2 separate regions of the Mus musculus genome follow, and region 2 is linked to region 1. The links are chromatin contacts, called in public HiChIP or PLAC-seq maps. All regions are on one chromosome and are shown on one strand. Each heading gives the region's core, a stretch centred on a gene start, on an enhancer-like site or on the middle of the called end of the contact. The rest is flanking DNA. Distances are from core to core; before and after follow the strand shown. Region 1 overlaps Cobll1 (Cobl-like 1). Region 2 has its middle 19 kb from the start of Galnt3.

Region 1 (5,320 bases), core at 943-3,442:
CTATCTCTTTATCTTCTCTTCTATATGTCCAGCAATCTCTTGTTGGAGCATTTTATTTATATCCTCTAAGCATTCTGAGGACTTCAAAACATCATGTTGTTTAAGCATACTATAAAGAGTCCCCTTTTAGAATGTTATTGTAAAGGAATCGTTTTTAAAAGGACGTTTTAAAAAGTAGTTTCCCTTTCAAAATAAACATATTTGATTACTTGATATGTGGAGCCCACTTTCCCTAGGGACGGAGATGAGAAGAGTCTAGAAGGAAGTGGGTTTCGTAAAGACTGGTTGCGGTGATAAGTATTTCTCACAATTCGCTTTTGTTTTTATTGGCTCCTGCTGTTGGCATTGACTTAAAGGGCTTTAAGATTCATATTCTTTTTTAAACAATACTAAATCTAAAAACACTGGTACTTGTTGGGCGGGGAAAGTATTTTCGAGTTTAGCAAAGTCTCTGGCTCTGAGATATTGGGCTGACCCAATATGATGCTGCAACCTGAGGATTTTGTGGGTTGTAGGACTCCCCTGTGGCCTGGTTAGTCCTGTCCTTCCTTCTCTGCTTTTGGCACAGCCCAGCAGTGTGCACCTGGCTGGCCATTGGAACGTGTCAAGTGCAATGAAATCTTCTGGGCCATCACTGTGCCCAGCAAAGGGTGACTGACGTATCGGAATTCTAACTATGGTACTGGGATGTTCTTTAGGGGCATTGTTCTGGTTATGTCTGCAGTCCTCATGCCACACTGTCCTCCTCCCACAGTGCAATGAGATGACGTATCCACAAGTGGACACGGGGTTCTGTTCCCTCCAGATTTGCCAGTAGTGCAGGGATACCTCTGAAACTTAAGGTAAATTCCCTTTATATGGGATACACAGTCTTTAGACAAGTGTCATTTTCTCTTAAGTCTCTTGTGTGATTAGTGGCACACATCATTGAAGGATTATAGCCACAGTCCATGGTATAAGAATAGACATTGCTGGCACCAGGATGCAGATGGAGAGGCCGGGGTTCAGTCTCTACCTTTCAGTTGAAGTGCTAGTTATTCATCTTACAGAGATTGGTACATTATAAAGTCAGATAATTCTGTTGTTTAACAAAGAAAGTTTGCCACCAACTTTTCTATGACTCTGTCATTTCTAAGTGTGTGTTACCTTGTCCTTATATGTTGGAAACCGCATGAATTGAAAGAGGTTCTTATGAATTATGAATAAATAACTAAATAGTTTATATGCATGCTGTTTTGAAAGTGTCCCTTTAAACTTCATTAGTATTAACACATGCACATACCCCTGTCATCTAATTGAAAATTGCTTTTCTAGTGGTGATATTCATTGTTTGTAAACTTCATAGCAGTTTACAAAGCAATGTTCTGCTAGGACTGTGTATTCCTGTAATCCTAGCCACTGCCAAGGTGGAGGCAGGAGGGTAAACCAGCTTGAGCAACCTAGAGAAATCCTGTCTCAAAACGAAATTATAATAAAAAAAAAAAGTGGGGGCTGAAGGCAGTTTTTAGTGATTGAGCAGTTGTTTAGCATGCTTGAGTTCCTGAATCAAAGCCCTGGTAACAGAAAGGAACATAAGGACTTGTTTATGGTCTCATGAGCCTGCAGGAAGTAGGAACTTATGCTGGTCTGCATTGTTTAATGTCTTTTCCATTGGTGTTTCTCATACACTCATTGTTTTTCATGTTGTTCCTTGTCTTCATATGGGCCTGGCGGCATTGAGAAGGAGTTTACATGCAGCTTATGGGGAAAATATGATTGCTAAAGTCTCTTCAGGTAAACTGTGTTTTTAGATCACTAGTGATTTACATTGTTCAGGATTTAAGTTGTGAGCCTTGAGAAAGGTGACACGTTATGATAATTGTCTGTTACAAAATGTATCTCAAAGTTACGTGAAAATACTTGAAATTAAGTTGTGTTGGAAATGTAATTTACCAAATTTGTAAAGTGGCAAATAAAAACTGTAGGATCTTTTGCTTGTATTGAACATCTAAGACAGTTTTAATTTCTCATTTTGAAAATTGTCTTGGAGCCTGACACCTGCCTTTAAAGAAGAATTATAAAGCACTATCATATCGAATTCTTCTGGGTGAGAGAAGTTCCGTTCGTTCTCACACTGGAGAGTGGAGGTAGCCCCAGAAGGGAGAAGGTGCCTCTAAGGCTGACTCATTCCCTTGGCCTGTCTGGTCCCTATGGATACGCTGGATACACCACAGAGCCTCCTGTCTCTTGAAGGATCCTGGAGGCTGATTATCTCCAGCAGGAGATAAGGTTGTTGTTCTTTTCTTTCCCCAGCAGAATAGGGATCCCTGATTAGGGGTAGAATGGAATTTCGGGGTAGGAACGTTTATGGGTGGGGAGCCTTGGGTGTGTCTTCCAGTGGAATGTCTACTCCAAGAAGTGATTCCAGGATCTGGTGGGCCTGGAAGGGAGTCAGTCCGGGGCTGGAGCAGAACAGGTCACTTAATCTTCTCCCTAAATATTTATTTTAGTGCAGGGACATGTGAAGGGCAGTGTCTGCAGGCAGAGTTTATGCTCAAAAGTATTCTCTCTAGATCTAAAGCATAAGTAGAAAATTGTAAATATTTAAAGCTAGACATTTTATTTAGCCCGAAACCATTTACTAATACTTTTTTTTAAAGGTGAAAAACGTTTTCCTCCGCGGGACATGTAATGCTTAGGGCTCATTATAGATGCAATTTACACAAATGCTATATAATTGTTACCGCTCAGTGTGAATTTGAGGAAATCAAGGCTTGAAGATCTAGAAGTTGGCTCGAGCTTACTGAGTAATGGAGTCTTCATTTGGATTCCTTTGCCCTTGAGTTACTTGTTTCTTAATCACCACCCTATATTGAAACAGTAGCCACTTTTAATTATGTGATAGTTGAAGCCCCAACTTTGTTCTATGAGGAGCCAGTGGGGATTGGTTCTGGGCATGCTTCTACTTTCTTAAAGCCTCATTTGCTGTGTGTCTGTCAGGCTGTAGTTTCCTGAGTCCAGACAGGGTGACTTTAGAACCTATGAGAGCAAAGGAGCCCTCAAAATTAGCAGCGTGATAGGCTGTTTCATTCTTATGTTAAATGTTCTTATTATTTCTTGAGACATCATCTCACTGTGTCACTGAGGTAGGTCTTGAACTCCCGAACTCAAGGAATCCTCAGGGTCCTGGGTAGCTATAGTTAGAGCATGTGTGATACCAGGCAGTATGCTGACCTTTAAAAAATAAGTCCTTGAGCGTCAGGAGTTGAAGGAGGCTTTTGTCTGTTGTCTGCGTACTGGTTTTCTAACTTGAAGTGCATTAGAGAATGTCCATTACCTTGCTGGTAAACCATTTCAGGACTGGAGAATTCAGCTTACTGGACGAACTTTCCTTACTAGTAATCTCTCCCTTGGTTAGTTCTGACTTTTACTTTGGAGGTAGACTAAGTTGTTAGACATTACAACAAATCATCTTCTAGACTTTATGATTATATAATGAAATGGTTGAGAGCTGGGATTGTAGCTCAGTGGTGGAGTGTGTACATAGAGTGTTGGAGGGCCTGAGTTCCCGTCCCTGCATCACACACCATCAGTGTGCACCGCCCCCCCCCTCACACACACACACACATACACAGACACACAGAGACACACACACACACACAGACAGACACACACACACATCTTATACATAAAGGAGTTGCACACTCATTTGATCTATTTCATATTTTAATATGAATGTGTGTTTTCAACTTTCAGTTTCAGGAAATAAAGGGATGAACATACACTTTTAATATTTTTGTCTTTTTTGGTTTCTAGAGTTAGGGTCTCAGTACGTAGCTCTGGATGTCTTGGAACTATGCAGACCAGAGTGTCTTAGAACTCAAAGAAATTGGCTTGCTTCTCTCTCCCTAGTGCTGAGATTTAAGGCACAAGTCACTACTTGAGCTGATGCACACTTTTAAACGGAACAGAATTTCATGAGAAACTGTAAAAAGGCTGGCATCTTGGGGTAGAACGGTCTTTAGGAGCAGTGAAGCCAGGGCTATCATGTGCAGGGATGCCATTCCTGTAGCCAACCAGAGACATGACGCCTGTGCTAAGGTCAGCAGGTGGGAAGGCTGCTTCTCAAGTACAGTTAGGATCCTGAATCACAGAGGACCACAAAGGGGACTCTCGGTAGCTCAGATCCTGTTCATATAAAAACAGCATCTGCTTTGCAGCTTTTACACTCAGCAGTGACTGTACGGGGTTCCTCTCAGAGGCAGAGCACAGCGGCCTTGCTGAGATCATGTCCTTCCTGCTCTCTGGCCTGCAGATCTGCTTAGCAGAGCCCCGGGCGGAAGGGAACCTGGGCTGGGGAATACTCTGGGTTTTGGGTCTGTCGTTCAGGAAGGTACACAGGAAGGAAGCTGATGCTGGGGTTTACCCAATCCACTGTAAAAGTGTGATGAGATGTTTGCTGGTTTCCATAGCCACATTTCCTGACCTGTCTCGTCCCCAGCCATCATGAAAATGTCACCTTTGGTCCTTTTATTAGAGTCCCATCGTGCAGAAAGTTTACTCAGTTTCTGCTTTTCTGTATACTTAGGTGAAAAAGAACTCTTATCCATGCCATGGGTGTGTTCTCAGTGAAAACACATTAAATGTGATTAAGTTGTAACACTTAGCTTTAAGGTTTTTTTTTTTTTTTTTTTTTTTTTTTTTTAGCTTTAAGGTTTTTTGAGAAGCTGATTTTTACAGCACGTGGAAGGAGTTGAGGAATGCCAGGAAAAACTATATGTAATACATAACATTTTATATTATATCTTATATACTGTATTTGTGATTATATAATACCATAATTTAAATATATATGCATAATAAAAGTGGGCTACTCAGAATGATGCATTATATAGATACAATATATACTTACACATTTATATAACTTATCTGAATGGAATGAAACCTAGATGTGAACTTTGCTGGGGACTTTGATGAAAGAATTCTTTGAAGAGGCAGTTACAAGCTGATATTTTAGGTTCTGCAGAAACATGAGAAGGAAGGAAGTTGTTTCTAGGCTGGGTTTGTGGTTTTTTGGGGGATGTTTTTAGATCAAGTGCCTTCCTAACACGGCTTAGTCTCACTTAGTTTCTAGAGAGACGTTTTCCCTCAGTGGCCGGTGATGTCCTGTCCGCGCTCTGATTTCACTTCTGAGATTCCTCGTGTAGTTTCTATTTTCCTATCTCCCTAGCAGCTTTTCTATTTACTGCACAAGTGCTGGCTCCCAGCACACAACATAAGGGGCACAGGTGAATGGAATTCTTTGTTCTTGATTAATTACAAAGAGTATGTGTATTTTAAT
Region 2 (5,593 bases), core at 942-3,441, 950 kb before region 1:
AATAAAAAGATATTAGCATGATGAAAGTTGAGGAATTATAAGGCTGTGAAGCTGCCTTAGCAATGTGCCCACCCACGAAGTAATCATTGCATGTACTTTCTTCTTATCTTTCCAGACATTTCTCATACTAACACACCCTTTAAGTGTAATGAATCATGAAATGCACAAGCATAAATATGTTTATGGCTCACAAACAGGAATTTTTCTGCCTTATCCCAGTTTTTCTTCTTCTTCTTCTTCTTCTTCTTCTTCTTCTTCTTCTTCTTCTTCTTCTTCTTCTTCTTCTTCTTCTTCTTCTTCTTCTTCTTCTTCTTCTTCCTCCTCCTCCTCCTCCTCCTCCTCCTCCTCCTCCTCCTCCTCCTCCTTCCCCATCCACAGGACTGCTGTGTATTCTGTTTGGCCTGGTCATGGCAGTGGCCCATAGAATGCAGCCTCACAGACTGAAAGCTTTCTTTAATCAGAGTTCAGAGGACCCAGTGCTGGAGTGGGGCTCTGAAGAAGGGGGACTCTTGAGCCCCCACTACCTGTCCATAGCTGAAAGTCCTGAGACCCAGGACATTCCCATGTCAGAGGCTTCCTCTGAGACAATTTATATTTCTCATTTTTTAGCACAATACTTTATAGTGAGAAAAAAACTACTGTTTCCACTCTTCATTCAGTGTGCAAGATTAATACTACACCTTTTTCTCATTAATAGGAAACAGTTACCATGCACAGGTTCTAGTAGGTATTTTATTAAATGAACAGGTGTGATTCTTCCAACAATGATAAGAAATCAACTTGTACTATCACTTCCACTTTCAGATGGGGAAACTGAGGCATAAGCAGTTTCAACAATCCCCCCAAGCTACTCAGCATTGGCTCTGGGCTTCCTTCCTACTGTTGAGCAGAGGCACTCATCAGCACTGGATCCAAATCCTACCCCAGCCACAACACTTAGACGGGAAACTGGATTTGACCAAAGCCACATAAACTTCTGAAAAAAGAATGACTTCAAAACTATATTTAGCTTTCCAAATGTATACATTTCCTACTGTCTGTGCTGGAATGTAAGACTTATTTCTTCCTAGGACATGAGTCTAGACTCTATTTCTACTTTGCTATTGATTTTGCCTTCCCAGAATTCCCTTTTCCACAGCTCTCTCTCTCCCTCCACCACCCCCCCTCCCCTCCTCCTCCCCGTCTCCCTCTCTGGAAGCAATACATAACTTTTATGGCCCTAGCCTAACATTTGAACTTCCTGGAACGAGAACTTCCTCCTTCTACCCGTGCTCCTGTCCCCGGATAAATTCCTCCTGCATGATTCATGGTAGAGTTGAGAATATTAGATCCTGTATGCATGTCACATGCTACGTCAATATTTGTGCAAAGAGTTGTCCTCCATGGACTAACAGCAGATGCAGTGGGGCACACTGATATGCTAGAATGTCAGAAGACAGAGAAGGACAGAGAATGTGCTCCCACCCCAACACTTTGCTCACACCATTAAAAGACGAGAGGATCTGAGCTGCTTTGAGATTTCTAAGTCAGCTTTAATGTTACAGCCTGCATCAATTATCTGAGCACAGGTTAATATATTAGTCATCAAGGACATGAAACTGACACATTTCACATCTTCTTGGCAGGAAAAAAATTCCAGATAGAAGAAAAAGGTGTCAAAATACCTATCTCACTGGCAAGACAACAACAACAACAACAAACTGTCCCTAAGCACTGTCAGACTGGGCTGTATTAGACTTTTACAGTTTAGAGGGAAATTCAATATTCACCCAACCTCTGCCCTTCTAGAAAATACTCTTTAAAAAAAAAAGAAAATTTAAGTAAAAACCAAATGCAATGAAGTTTTATGAAATTGCATTTTTTCCATTTATGATAACAAAACCAATTAGTACTGGAAAAATGAGATGGCTCAGCAGGTCAGAGCCTCACATCGCAAGCCTAACGTTATGAGTTTGACCCCTGGGATCAATAGAAGAAGGAGAGAATTGATTCCTGAACGTTGTCCTCTGACCTCTTCACACATGCACACAGAAAATAATAAGAAAGGCAAAAGTGTAAACTAAAAATCAAATGTCATGTTCCTTTAAACACGTTTGCAGGAACATTCTTTGTCATGTGCCCTGCCCCTAAGAGGAAAGACAACTGGAAAGCAAGAACTCGCCCAGGCATGAGAGGGAACTCGCTGTTTGATACTTCCCCTGGTACTGCACAGTGACCCCGACTTCAACTTATTTGTCTAATAGCTTCTCTTATTCAGTTCTTCACATACTTTCATGTTTGTGTCTACAGGATATGGGGGCATGGTGTGTGTGTGTGTGTGTGTGTGTGTGTGTGTGTGTGTGTGTGTGTGTGTGTGATAAAGCAGCCCACTCTTCATGCCTGTTACCCATCTCAGCATTACCCTAGGTATTTTTAACCTAGGAAAATAATCCTAATTAGTTGCAACACAAATCTTCTATAAAGTTTCCCATTAGAGAACCATTGGTAATATCGCAGCATATTGCCTATTATAAAAAGGTCAAATTGAAAAAAGAAACACAGGGAACAAAGGGAAAAAGGAGTTGCATAAATGATGATGTAGTTCGAGATACAAATAATTGAATCGCTTTTTCTTACTGCCATACTATTGATCTTGGGTTTGACTAAAGACAGCATGATTGCAGTGAGTTCCTCTCCAGACTGTTATATTTTCTTACTAGGCACAGACATAAAATCATAGACAAGAGGGGTGATGATAGGGGAAGGTTGGCAGTATCATAAAGGAAGTGTTTGCCAAGAGAAATCTTAGCATAGATTGGCATTACATCATTGCATGGCCCTCAATACTTCTTCTTTTATTATTTCGCCCACAATTTTCCCATCTTCTGCTCCTCCTCCTGCTTCCGAGGATAGTATGAGGACTGGACCCTAAAAGACACTAGTCCAATAAGAGTTTTAATAGATGGCTCATGTTTCCTCAGCACTGTCTTCTCGTTTCTTTGTATCTAGTACGATATGCTATAAGTACTACTGTTAAACGGTATTTACGGACGACCAAGTGGAAGCATAGATGGTTGAAAAAAAAAAGCACTTGACTAGGGCTGCACTGCCATGGTATAGTTAATAGCCTCACTGACAAAAAGCAGTGCAGTTTAAGAACTGGAGTGAAGGGTATCGGTATTGGAACAAAAATGATCCAGACATAACCTAATACCTGCCTGAAAACAGGCTTCTGAAACATAGCTCAGAGTTAAATATTTACATGGTTTGAGATTATGAACCAAGGTCTTCAAGGCAAGATTAGAATGCAAGAATAGCTGAGAGAAAAGTCATCCAGTCACTGTCATGACTCCTCAGGACACTGCTAACCATTAACAGACCACATCAAACCACTTGTCTAGAGACCCAAGATGACAGGGTCACAGCACAGGATAATACTATGTTGAAGGATTAGGGGTACCAGAGAAACCCCTCATGATCCTCCCTTCTTGTGTTTTCTGTCTCTTCTTTCTATCGTCTTCTTTTATTTCCTTTTCTTCTCCCCTTTTATCTTAAATCCATCCCTCTTCATAACCTCACATGGATGTAAGAAACACTTTGACCCCAGAACCAACACACCAAAACAAAGCAAACACACCAAGCTTATCTGACCTCTCAAGATACAACCTTGTTTCTTTCTTCCCATTTACCAAAATCACCAGTGAGAAATCTAGGAAGAAAGTAAGTTGGGAAAGGGGAAGTGGTAAAAATGAAACAGAAGTGTAAAATGAGGGAGGCCTTCTTTTAGCTCCCACACACTGAATCAATGAGGCTGTAGTAGTACGTGCTGTGTGCGCAATCATGACTGACCCTGAACATAGATGAGTTCTAGTTCAAACTGGAGCACCATTTCACTTGGGTTGGAGTTTTCCTCACTCCATCTCAGGCTGGCTTGAAACTCACCATGCAATTCATGTTGGCCAGGAGTTGTGGCAATCCTTCTGCCTTGGTCTTTTAGTGCAGAGACTCAGCTTTCTGTTTTGCTATTCATAAGATAAGGCTCATGACTGGCTGGGTTGTGGGGGAAATTCAATAAAGTGGGTCATGTTGTTAGCATGCAATGCTCAACAGATAAAAGATAAACAACACACTGATTGTATAAAATTTCAGCACATCACAGGGTGAGGTAGTACCTGGTGGGGTTAGGTAGAGTGTGGGAGGGGCTGTGCGAGAGGGAGTGGTGGAAGAAAAGGGCTGTTGGTGATCAGGATGCAAAGTGAATGAATAATTTAATTAATTAATTAATCAATTAATTAATTAATTAATTAATTAATGGAGAAAAAGTTCTCAGGATATCTTGGATTGTAGCTACAGCTTCTTCATCGCTTCTAAATTGCATTAAAATGAGAGCCATTTTTGTTATTTTTCCTGCATATACAGCTTTGTTGCACAAAGTAAGATACAAGACATGGAACCCAATTGCACTCATGTATTTGGGGGGGGGTATATTATGTTTTATAGGTTCTGGGAACTGATGAGACTTAAGCTATGAAATCAGAATGGAAATCCCATTACAGGGTTATTTTCTTCATAAAATAAGGAAGAGAGATCAGAGAACATGCTGTACCTGGTATAAATCTGCAGGAAGCATGCTGCAAATCTCGACAAGGGTACCCATCAAAACTAGAGTCTGCCTCTGGGACTGGGGAGATAAATTCCACTGCTCAAGTTATCCAGGCTGCAATGCTTTCTTAAAGAATGCTATGCTGAGAGGAGTGAGAGTGAGTATGTGTCTATTTGTCTGTGTGTCTGTCTTTCATCTATCTATCTATCTATCTATCTATCTATCTATCTATCTATCTATCTATCTATCTATCTATCTATCTATCTGTAGCTATATAGTTACCCTCCAGTTTTGTCCGGAGCCTCTTCTATTTGTACAATGGTGGTAAAATTTGGGGCTACTGCCCTAGTATGACTTCAGTCCTGTATATAAGGAAGATAATAAATGCAATACTAATCTTCAAAATTTTTACACTTAGGAGGCAGGAAGATCTCTCAGTTCAAGGCCAGCCTGGTTTACAGAGTGAGTATCAGGGCAGCTAAGGCTACACAGAGAAATCCTGTCTCAAACAAGCAATCAAAACTCCCTTTTTATTTGTAATTGCTTTTAAGTCAGCACAGGAAGTTCCGGGTTTCATCATTCAGTCATCATCATCCTTGTGTCATTCATTATGCTTAGCTCTCAGTCATCACTCTCTCCATCCTCATCCTCCCTGGTGCCTCCCTTCCCCTCCAGCTGCTTTCTTTCCATCCCCAATTCATCCTATCCTCTTCCTACCCCTTAGAGCTCTGTCATGCACACACACACACACACACACACACACACACACACACACACACACATATATACACACACACACACACACACACATATATAGGTTCAACATATGAATAAAAATCATGAGTCTTCCCTTTCTGAGTCTCATTTATTTATGTTAACGGAATGCTTTCTTGTTGAGTCCATTTGTCTGTGAGTGCCGTGATTTGATATTTCTTTAAGACTGAACACATTTTCATTGTGTATATGCATCATGTCTTTATTCATGTATCATGTATCTCCTGATAGGCATGC

What was found. HiChIP or PLAC-seq counts read pairs in DNA pulled down with a chosen protein or histone mark.
Region 2: a contact with region 1 is called in a FOXA1 HiChIP or PLAC-seq map of pancreatic cancer cells. The contact joins two enhancer-like sites.

Annotation. Positions count from the first base shown.
Region 1 is chr2:65,188,548-65,193,867 of GRCm38.p6, reverse strand. The region is part of intron 1 of Cobll1 (Cobl-like 1); the gene reads left to right. Among named protein-coding and RNA genes, the nearest start is that of Gm13594, 42 kb to the left of the region's middle. Within about 2 kb of position 2,192, at least 48 of the 459 cell types and tissues checked have an H3K27ac peak or open chromatin away from gene starts, as enhancers often do. A contact at or near this core is called in pancreatic cancer cells, where this site is marked.
Region 2 is chr2:66,140,654-66,146,246 of GRCm38.p6, reverse strand. No RefSeq gene overlaps it. Among named protein-coding and RNA genes, the nearest start is that of Galnt3, 19 kb to the right of the region's middle. Within about 2 kb of position 2,191, at least 37 of the 459 cell types and tissues checked have an H3K27ac peak or open chromatin away from gene starts, as enhancers often do. A contact at or near this core is called in pancreatic cancer cells, where this site is marked.